Linked DNA regions of Mus musculus: region 1 is linked to region 2. A link is a contact called in public HiChIP or PLAC-seq data. All regions are on one chromosome and are shown on one strand. Each heading gives the region's core, a stretch centred on a gene start, on an enhancer-like site or on the middle of the called end of the contact. The rest is flanking DNA. Distances are from core to core; before and after follow the strand shown. Region 1 overlaps Gm35112 (a long non-coding RNA gene). Region 2 has its middle 8.1 kb from the start of 4930573C15Rik.

Region 1 (3,822 bases), core at 1,032-3,531, 580 kb after region 2:
AGGACCTAAATTTGGGTCCCAGCACCCACATGATCGGTCACACCCATACATATCTCCAGTTCTAGAGGTTTTGATGTCATTTTTCTGATCTCCGTAAGCACCAGACACACACTTAGACAAAACACTCGTACACATAAAATGAATATTAAAAAAAATATCTGGGGCTGGCAAAATGGCTCAGCAGGTAAGAGCACTGACTGCTCTTCCAGAGGTCCTGAGTTCAATTCCCAGCAACCACATGAAGGCTCACAACCATTTGTACAGCTACAGTGTTCTCACATACATAAAATAAATAAATAAATCTAAATTAAAAAAAAAAGAAGTTAAGAAAAAAAGTATCTGTTGGGCATACACAAAATGATTTAGGAAATAAACACATCATTCCAATACCAGATTTAGAAAATAAGTTACAGCCAGGCGTGGTGGCCCACACCTTTAGTCCCAGCACTCGGGAGGCAAAGGCAGGCGGATTTCTGAGTTCGAGGCCAGCCTGGTCTACAAAGTGAGTTCCAGGACAGCCAGGGCTACACAGAGAAACCCTGTCTCAAAAAAACAAAAAAAGAAGAAGATAGAGAAGTAAATATGACTTAGTTTCCATTTTTATGTTTTTTTAATATTAGAAAAGAAAGACTATTTCATATATGTGTAAGTATACAATACAATTCTTTTTACTTAAAATTGATTGATTGATTGATGATTGATTGATTGATTTAGTGTTGGGTATTTTTGTTGGTTTTGTTTTCCCGGTTGTGTTTTTTCCCGTACATATCTACAGTGGGCACCATATGAGTGACTGAGTCATGACCCTTGTGTGGGTGGTGAGAACTGAACCCAGGTCCTCTGCAAGAGCTCTTTACAGCTGAGCCATCTCTCCAGCTCACACACACATAAATCTTGGTTGGAATTGCTTAAGCCAGAGCAACATCAATAACCCAGCCGGCTAGAATGTACACAGTCATGAAAGAACGTTTGCATATTTTTTCCCATTTTTCACCCTTGCACCATTTAAATGTGTTGGCGTTGGCAGGAAATGTCTGAGGGAGTTGTTAGTGTGCATTAATAGAACCTCAACCCCAGGCAGGCTTTGACAGGGGTGTTCTTTGTACGGTGTCTCCCACCCACCCATTTTAACATCTTTTCTGGGTGTTGAAACTCAGCGAATTTGCCTCTCCACTTCTGCTGGCTGGCTTGCTGGCCACTTCCTCTCCCCCACCGAGCCTGCCTCTGCTTATCTCTAAGGTTGTGTTCTCCAGCCCTCTAAGGGGTCGGGGCGAGGCTAGCCGGAAAGGGGGCGCTACTCCTGTCTGTGGCAGCTACTGTGTACAAGCCCGACCTTTGCCACAGGCTCGGCTCTGCTGGAAACCAGGAAAGAATGTGGTTTTGGGAGAAGAACAGGGCCCAACTGCCCTTCTTCTTACTCTCTAGACTCCCGATTTTCAGAATGTACCCTCGTGTCCAAGTCATGGCTCCATTTCTGAAAGACTCGCTGGAGGATAGAGGTTTACTCAGAGGAAGCGGGGAGTGGGGAGAACAGCGCAAGGGTAGGTGTTTGGAGAAACATGTGTCTCCGCCACAGTAAACATTAACTTATATTAAAACCCAGCCTTTCTCTTCCCAGGGTTTCACAAAGCAGGAAGTCAAAAGCAGGGTGCGGGGAAGGAAACTCCCCAAAGAGAGGGCCCTGAGTAAATTATTTAGCTGTGACACACGACTGAGTCATTCGTCCTTCTCCACACCCCAAAAGGGGCCCAGGTTGACACCAGTCCTCCGACCCACTAATTTAAGCCAAGAGGAGAAACCAGATTGCCAGAAGCCAGGAAAACGTCTGGAGTTGAGGGGTGGGGAGGAGGGGCTGTTGCTACATTACTCAGACTGGCTAAATTCCTGGGCTCAATGGCACCCACGGTAGCTGCAGGCCACTGCGCAAGACTTGATGACAATGAGAGGCAAACCAGAGGCATCCCTCTGGCTGAGATGAGATTGGACCTGGTCCTGGTACACACAGCTTGCACACCTCGCCTTCAGTTGTTAAAGAGGAGTCAGGGGAGAAAATATACATGCAACCCGGAAAGGCAGAAATGTGCAGGTCCATTCACACCTTGTGCCATGAAACATCCCCCTAAGGCTGACCCCAGCCTGGTGTCCTTGGCCACCAAGCCAAGAAGCAGAGACAGGGGCGGAGTGTTGCTGCTCGGCCCTGGGTGCCACTCAATCCTGCTGTGCCCAAACTGCCCTACCTTGCTCTCCAGTCGCAGGGTTCCCTGAGCTCAGCCTGAGCAGCAAGCGCCCCCTAGTGGACCCTTGTGCGCATGCGGCCGCAAAAGAGTACGGCACTGGGATAGGTGATTGGCAGGGACAGATTTGCAGCAGCTGCACAAATCAGCTGGGCAGCCTGGGGCCCTCAGCAGGGTCTGGCCTGAGGCCACTCCAGGTGCTCCTAGCCCCAGGCATGTCAGCGCCGGATGGCCAGTTGCCCGCTGCTCCGAATTTAGAGGCTTGTGCTGTTTAAAATTGAGGGAATCAAGCTGGGGCCCTATTGGCCCCTGCCTTTATTCCCAGCACGGCAGAGGCAGAGAGGCAGAGGGGCAGAGGGGCAGAGAGGCAGAGGCAGGAGGATCTCTGTGAGTTCGAGGCCAGCCTGGGTTTAGGCCAGCCAGGGATACGCAGAGAAGCCCTGTCTCAACCCCACCCTTACCCTGACCCCACAGGGCGGGGGCGGTGGGGGGGGGGGAGGGAATCTAGGACTGCAGAGGACCGAATGCTGGTCCCAATACCCACAGGCTCACAACCATATCCAGCTACAGGGGATCTGATGTTGTTCTCTTCTAATCATGTTAACTCAGGCAAGCAAACTCACATAAATATTTATTTTTAAATTAGCATATAAACAGCTGAGCGTGGTGGCATATGTCCTTAGTTAACCCCAGCACTTGGAAAGCAGAGGCAGGCAGATCCTAGCTTTGACTACTTAAGGAGTTACAGTCCAGCTAGGGCGACAGTGAGAACCTATCTCTAAAAATAAATATAACTATTAAAAGTCAGCGTTTAATTAGACAAGTAATTAGAAAAGGCTCTCATCGGAACTAAGCTCCTCAAAGAAGTGCTAAAAAGTGCTCTGAATCTCACAATGATGCGTCTAGGTGCAGGCATTGGAAGAGGCGGTGCAAGGGCTTTGAGTTCCTGCAGTCTTTTGCGGGTCGCCACGCTTAGGGAGACGCTGTGACCGCTCCCGGGGCACACATTCCCGGGGCTAGAGCGCCGCCTTCTGGCCCTCCTCCAGAGGAAGGCGACTCACCTGTGTGCCTTGGGAGGCAGGCTGCTCCATTGACCTTGGGGAAGGCGCAGAAGCCTGGGCTGTGCCTTCAGGAAGCTGGAATGACTTCTTCCTGTTACCTGGAGGAGATACACAAGGCTGCTGCCTTAGCGTTTCGAATTAAAAACAGTGGGGCTGGCGAGATGGCTGAGTCGGTAAAGGTACTTGCCGCGAAGTCGGCTGACCTTTGTTCTCCGTAGTGGCTTGGTTGCACACGGGTATTATGATATGTGGTCGGTGCTTCCCCAAGTATATTTCGGACAATTAGGAATTCTGTAGAAAAAAAAAATCAGGCTCAAATTCAAACTGTTTTCTCCGGGGTAGAGTGAAGAAGGAATAAACTGAAAGTTGTGGGCCAAAGCTGTTGTTGAGCTATGCCTGTAACTTAGGAGGGGCAGGCAGAAAGATTAGGAGTTCAAGGCCGGCCAGCCTCAGCTACTTCCTGAGTTTCAGGCTACTTCTTGTTGGTCTAAAGTAACTTTGTTTAGTTATTTAATTCGTTTGAGGGA
Region 2 (4,130 bases), core at 1,616-4,115:
CTCGGACCTTTGTCAGTATTCTGAGGTGTGCAGGCAGTTTTGGTCACATGAAGTCGTCTGGCTGCCACACAGAGGCCCAGAAGAAACTCTGTGTCCCATTACTCTGCATCCACTGATTGGTGTCTCCCCAGGGTGGGCTAAGCTTTTACAAGATGCAGACAGAGAGCATCTTCAAGGTCCCCATGGAGGAGTCTTTCCATATATACAAGGTGCCTGGCACTGCGTGATCGTTTACAGTTAGCGCTTTCATTAAAGTTTGGTGAGCCGCATTTAGCAATAACCTGTAACAAAGGAGCAATGGATGCAACGTTGTTATTCTAGAAGCGTCTCAGAGGGTATAACTCCAATTCAATTCCCTATTTTAATCTGTTTTCCTGAGCTCAGAGTTTAAGAATGGGTTGGGCCAATAGTTCTGCCTGCTGGGTGTTCTGAGGTCACAACGCAGAAGGTACTGCTAACATCTGTGCCTGCTAGTGTGTGTGTGTGTGTGTGTGTGTGTGTGTGTGCACGCGAGCGCGTGTGCGTGCACCAGTGCACTTGATTGTAAGTGGGTATGTGGATGTCTGAAGTCAAAACTCAGATGTCTTCCACCATTGCCTTTCCTTTTATTTGTTTGTTTATAATGTAATGTGTTTTGCCTGCGTGCACGTCTGCTTACTGTGTGTGTGCCTGGTGCCTGCAGAGGCTAGAAGAGGGCACTGGATCCTCTGGGGCTGGAGTTATAGACAGTTGTGAGCTGCCGTGTGGGTGCTGAGAATTGAACCCAGATCCTCTGGAGGGGCAGTGTGTGCTCTTAACCGCTGAGCCATCTCTCCAGCGCCAGCCTCATTTGTGGTTGTTTTTGTTGTTTTGTTTTACTGTTTATTTTGGAGGTGGTTTCTCTGAACCTGGACTTCACCCGTTGTCTACACTGGTTGCCAGCGAGATCCAGGAGCTGCCTGACTTCCCAGGCCATCAGTGCTGGGTTATAGATGTGTGCCTAGCTCTGTGTGGGTGCTGGGATCCGAACTCAGGTCCCCAGGCTTACACAGCATGCCATTTGCCCATCTCCCAGGCCCTGCTATACCTCACATCTGTTTCCCAAAGTTTGTATATTGGAAACCCCAGTGCAGCATTGCTGGGAGGCGGGACCTGTGAGGTCACCTGATAGGAGCTCTTCCATCATGCACAGCTTGGTGCTGGTTATAAAGGCGTTGAGGCTGCTACCTGGACCTCTTCCTCTCTCTTGTAGGCTCACTTCTCACGCTAGTACGAAGCAGCATGAAGGCCCTCACCAGGTGCAGCACTTTAGTCATGGATTTCCCAGCCTCCGAACCCACGAGAAATATGTTTCCACTCTTCCTGTATAGCTCCGCCTTAGCAGCACAAGTTGGTGGGATAGCACGTCTGTCCGAACCTCTTCCTCTCTGTCATTCTATCTCACCAAACTCAATGTTATCTCCCAGTGTGCTCCATGCTATACCATTGCCCCGCCCTGGTTCTGGCTCTCTTCTTGTTGCAATGGGACTTCTACAAAGAGCCCATCTCCGACTCTCCCACAATCGTGACAAAACCTGAGTCAGCTCATGCCTGCAAGAGGCTCCCCAAGATGCAAGGCTGTCTTTGCCAAGTACCCACCAACCTCTGCCCACCTTCTCTAGCCCTATACTACAGGCTCAGGGAATGGGCAAGACTCCCTCTTGGTCTCATGACCCAGCTTTTCCCTCTGCCTGTTCTTAAGTGTGGGTTGTATTATTAATCATCTGCGGCCGGGCTAATGGATCAGGAGGCAGCTGCCATTGGCACTAAGAATGTTAGGAAGCTATTGTTAATCACAGATCCCCCCAAGAGGCCACAGCACAACACATGGGGCCAGACAGGGAAGCGCTAGGTTGGTCAGGGGGCAGAGGGAGGGAACGACGTAGAAAGCTTTCATTGTGGTCTCTGTGGGAAGAAACAGTCAAAGCACAGTAGACAGATGGGTTGGTGGGGTTGGTTCACACCAGTGAGCTCTGTGCATAGGGGCTGTCGATACTTTTCTGGTCCTGCCTTTAGGGTGACTAGAACAGAGTGTAAGTGCTCAACTATGCCTCTGACCAATAAGTGGTTTGTCTTCTGCAGGCATCTACTAGTCTTGCAGGCAGGCCCTGCAAGAAGCAGGATTCCAGATGTCAAACTGGTCAGGGTCTAAAACAATGTAACAAACATGGGCTTGTGGTGCCCCCCCTTTGTTCTTGGCTGGCATTAGTCAGGATAATGTGGCCCAGGGCTGGACTCTGGTAGCTCCTACATGAGGTGACCTTCTCTGAGCCTCTGTTCCCCAGGTGGAAGAGGGTGCCTGGCACACACTGTTGGTCCTAAGAATGTTGGCTTTCTCTCCTGTGTGTGTCACCTCGTTCATGCCCTTGGTCTGGCTTAGCTGTCCACTCTTCCTCTGCACACACTCTATGGAGCACATAACAATGGCCACATGGAATCAAAGACTTGTCTTCCCCACCCCACCCTGAGACAGGAAGGCACCTGAGTTCAGGAGCTAGATCTGAATCCAAGGGCCTACCACAGACCCCAGCCCCAGTCACGTGCTCAGCTCAGCAACCATTTGCAGAATAAATGACTGGATTGTGATTGGCTCCCACTAGAGCCTAACTCCGAGGCCTCGCTGCCCGACAGACACGGGCTTTCTTGTGCCGACTTCTCTCTCCGGTCCTTTCTTGACATCAGGGCAAGGCATTAATCCATCTGCCCCTTGGGCCAGGCAGGCACCAGCTGGAGTGGGGCATCTGAACTCGAGAATTGATTTCCCAAGTGCACGGAGCCCGTGTGCACACCAAATGAGGCAGATGCCCTGCTAATGAGAGCAGCCCAGACCTCGGCCTGCTGGGAAATGTGCACATCTCACCCCTGCCTGCCAAGCAGGCTTCCTTGGCGCGGGCCTGGGTTACTCTCTCCCACACCCCCTCAGCTGGCTTCTCCCGGCCATCTTCGTTCATCCCAGGCTGAAGCCAGTCTCGTTTGTTTCCTGAAACCCTCCGAGTATTAATGGAGCGCATTACATCTGGCAAGGGAGAAATCCGAGATCCTAAATCATCCGGTGGCCACTTGTATCTGCTAACGGAGGCCATTATGGCCCGCTGCGCTCGCCGGCTATGTTTCATTACCTTTGAGTTTGTTTTCCACAATGGCCAGAGTGGGGCTTCTGGGGGTAGTCTCTCAGATGGGCTCCTGCACTGGATGAGAGCTCGGCTCAGCTCTGGGATCTCAAATTGGCAGACTCCCCTCTCTGCTAAAGCATTTCTTCCTCAGCTGCTGGGTGGCTTGTGACATTTGTTCCCGAGGAAGAGAGGAAGAGGAGCGGAAGAGCAAGCAGCTGCCCAGTCACCCTGGCCTCCTCCGGAGCGTGGGGCCACTGGGCAAGACTGAAGAGGCAGCTGCTACCGGCAGGCCTCCTAATTCCCTAATCCCTCTGGGCTTCCTGCCACAGAAGTGCCTCCACAAAAGGCCTGGAGTCCCCTGGGGGAGGGCATGGCAGCAAGGAGGGAATCCGATTTTTGTCTCTGATAAATCCTTAGTAAGTGTCATGCGCCAGACAGCAGATACGAATGGAAGATACGAACAGGGGAAAAATAGGTTTTCTGAAAGGTTCAGAGGTTCTGGTCGAAGGGTCCAATAAGAAAACATGAATAAAACATGGCACCGTGGGCTGGAGAGATGGTTCAGTGGTTAAGAGCACTGGCTGCTCTTCTATAGAGGACTGGGGTTTGATTCCCAGCACCCACATGGAGGCTCACAACCATCTGTAACTTCAGTCCCAGGGGATCGGAAGCCTTTTTTCTGGCGTCTGTGGGCACAACATCATATAGCATACATACAAACATGGAGGCAAAGCACTCATACACATCAATGTCAGCTCTTTGCCCGCAGGTCCAGGAGAGAGGAGAGGACCGGGTCCAGCGGAGTCTATCCAGGGCTGAGCTGAATAGCGAGTGTCGATGGCCATGGCCGGAAAGAAACACACCAGGGCCGGGAGTCTTGTCAGAGCAGGAACTGATTTTAATTAAATCAGCCTCATGCTTATATAGGGTTGAGGGAGGCGGCAGGGAAGGGTGAGGGAGGGTATGGGGTGACTGACAGGGCCAATGAAGTTATTCCAC

The links. HiChIP or PLAC-seq counts read pairs in DNA pulled down with a chosen protein or histone mark.
Region 1: a contact with region 2 is called in an H3K4me3 HiChIP or PLAC-seq map of neural tube, with 4 times the contacts expected there. The contact joins two enhancer-like sites. A contact is called at or near these places in 2 of 39 promoter capture datasets (embryonic stem cells and liver), 5 of 15 datasets of contacts at CTCF or cohesin (the NIH/3T3 cell line, embryonic stem cells, large pre-B cells and 2 more), 13 of 484 Hi-C or Micro-C datasets (the Ba/F3 cell line, CD4 T cells, bone marrow-derived DN3 thymocytes and 9 more), 14 of 115 datasets of contacts at active chromatin or transcription factors (craniofacial prominence, differentiating embryonic stem cells, embryonic basal ganglia and 10 more) and 2 of 9 other capture datasets (liver and macrophages).

What each region holds. Positions count from the first base shown.
Region 1 is chr5:147,291,025-147,294,846 of GRCm38.p6, forward strand. It overlaps Gm35112 (a long non-coding RNA gene), which reads right to left. Exons shown (of 4, transcript XR_868711.3): 2 at 3,499-3,586; 3 at 3,296-3,393. Among named protein-coding and RNA genes, the nearest start is that of Gm35112, 5.0 kb to the right of the region's middle. Within about 2 kb of position 2,282, at least 69 of the 459 cell types and tissues checked have an H3K27ac peak or open chromatin away from gene starts, as enhancers often do. A contact at or near this core is called in neural tube, where this site is marked.
Region 2 is chr5:146,709,891-146,714,020 of GRCm38.p6, forward strand. No RefSeq gene overlaps it. Among named protein-coding and RNA genes, the nearest start is that of 4930573C15Rik, 8.1 kb to the left of the region's middle. Within about 2 kb of position 2,866, at least 45 of the 459 cell types and tissues checked have an H3K27ac peak or open chromatin away from gene starts, as enhancers often do. A contact at or near this core is called in neural tube, where this site is marked.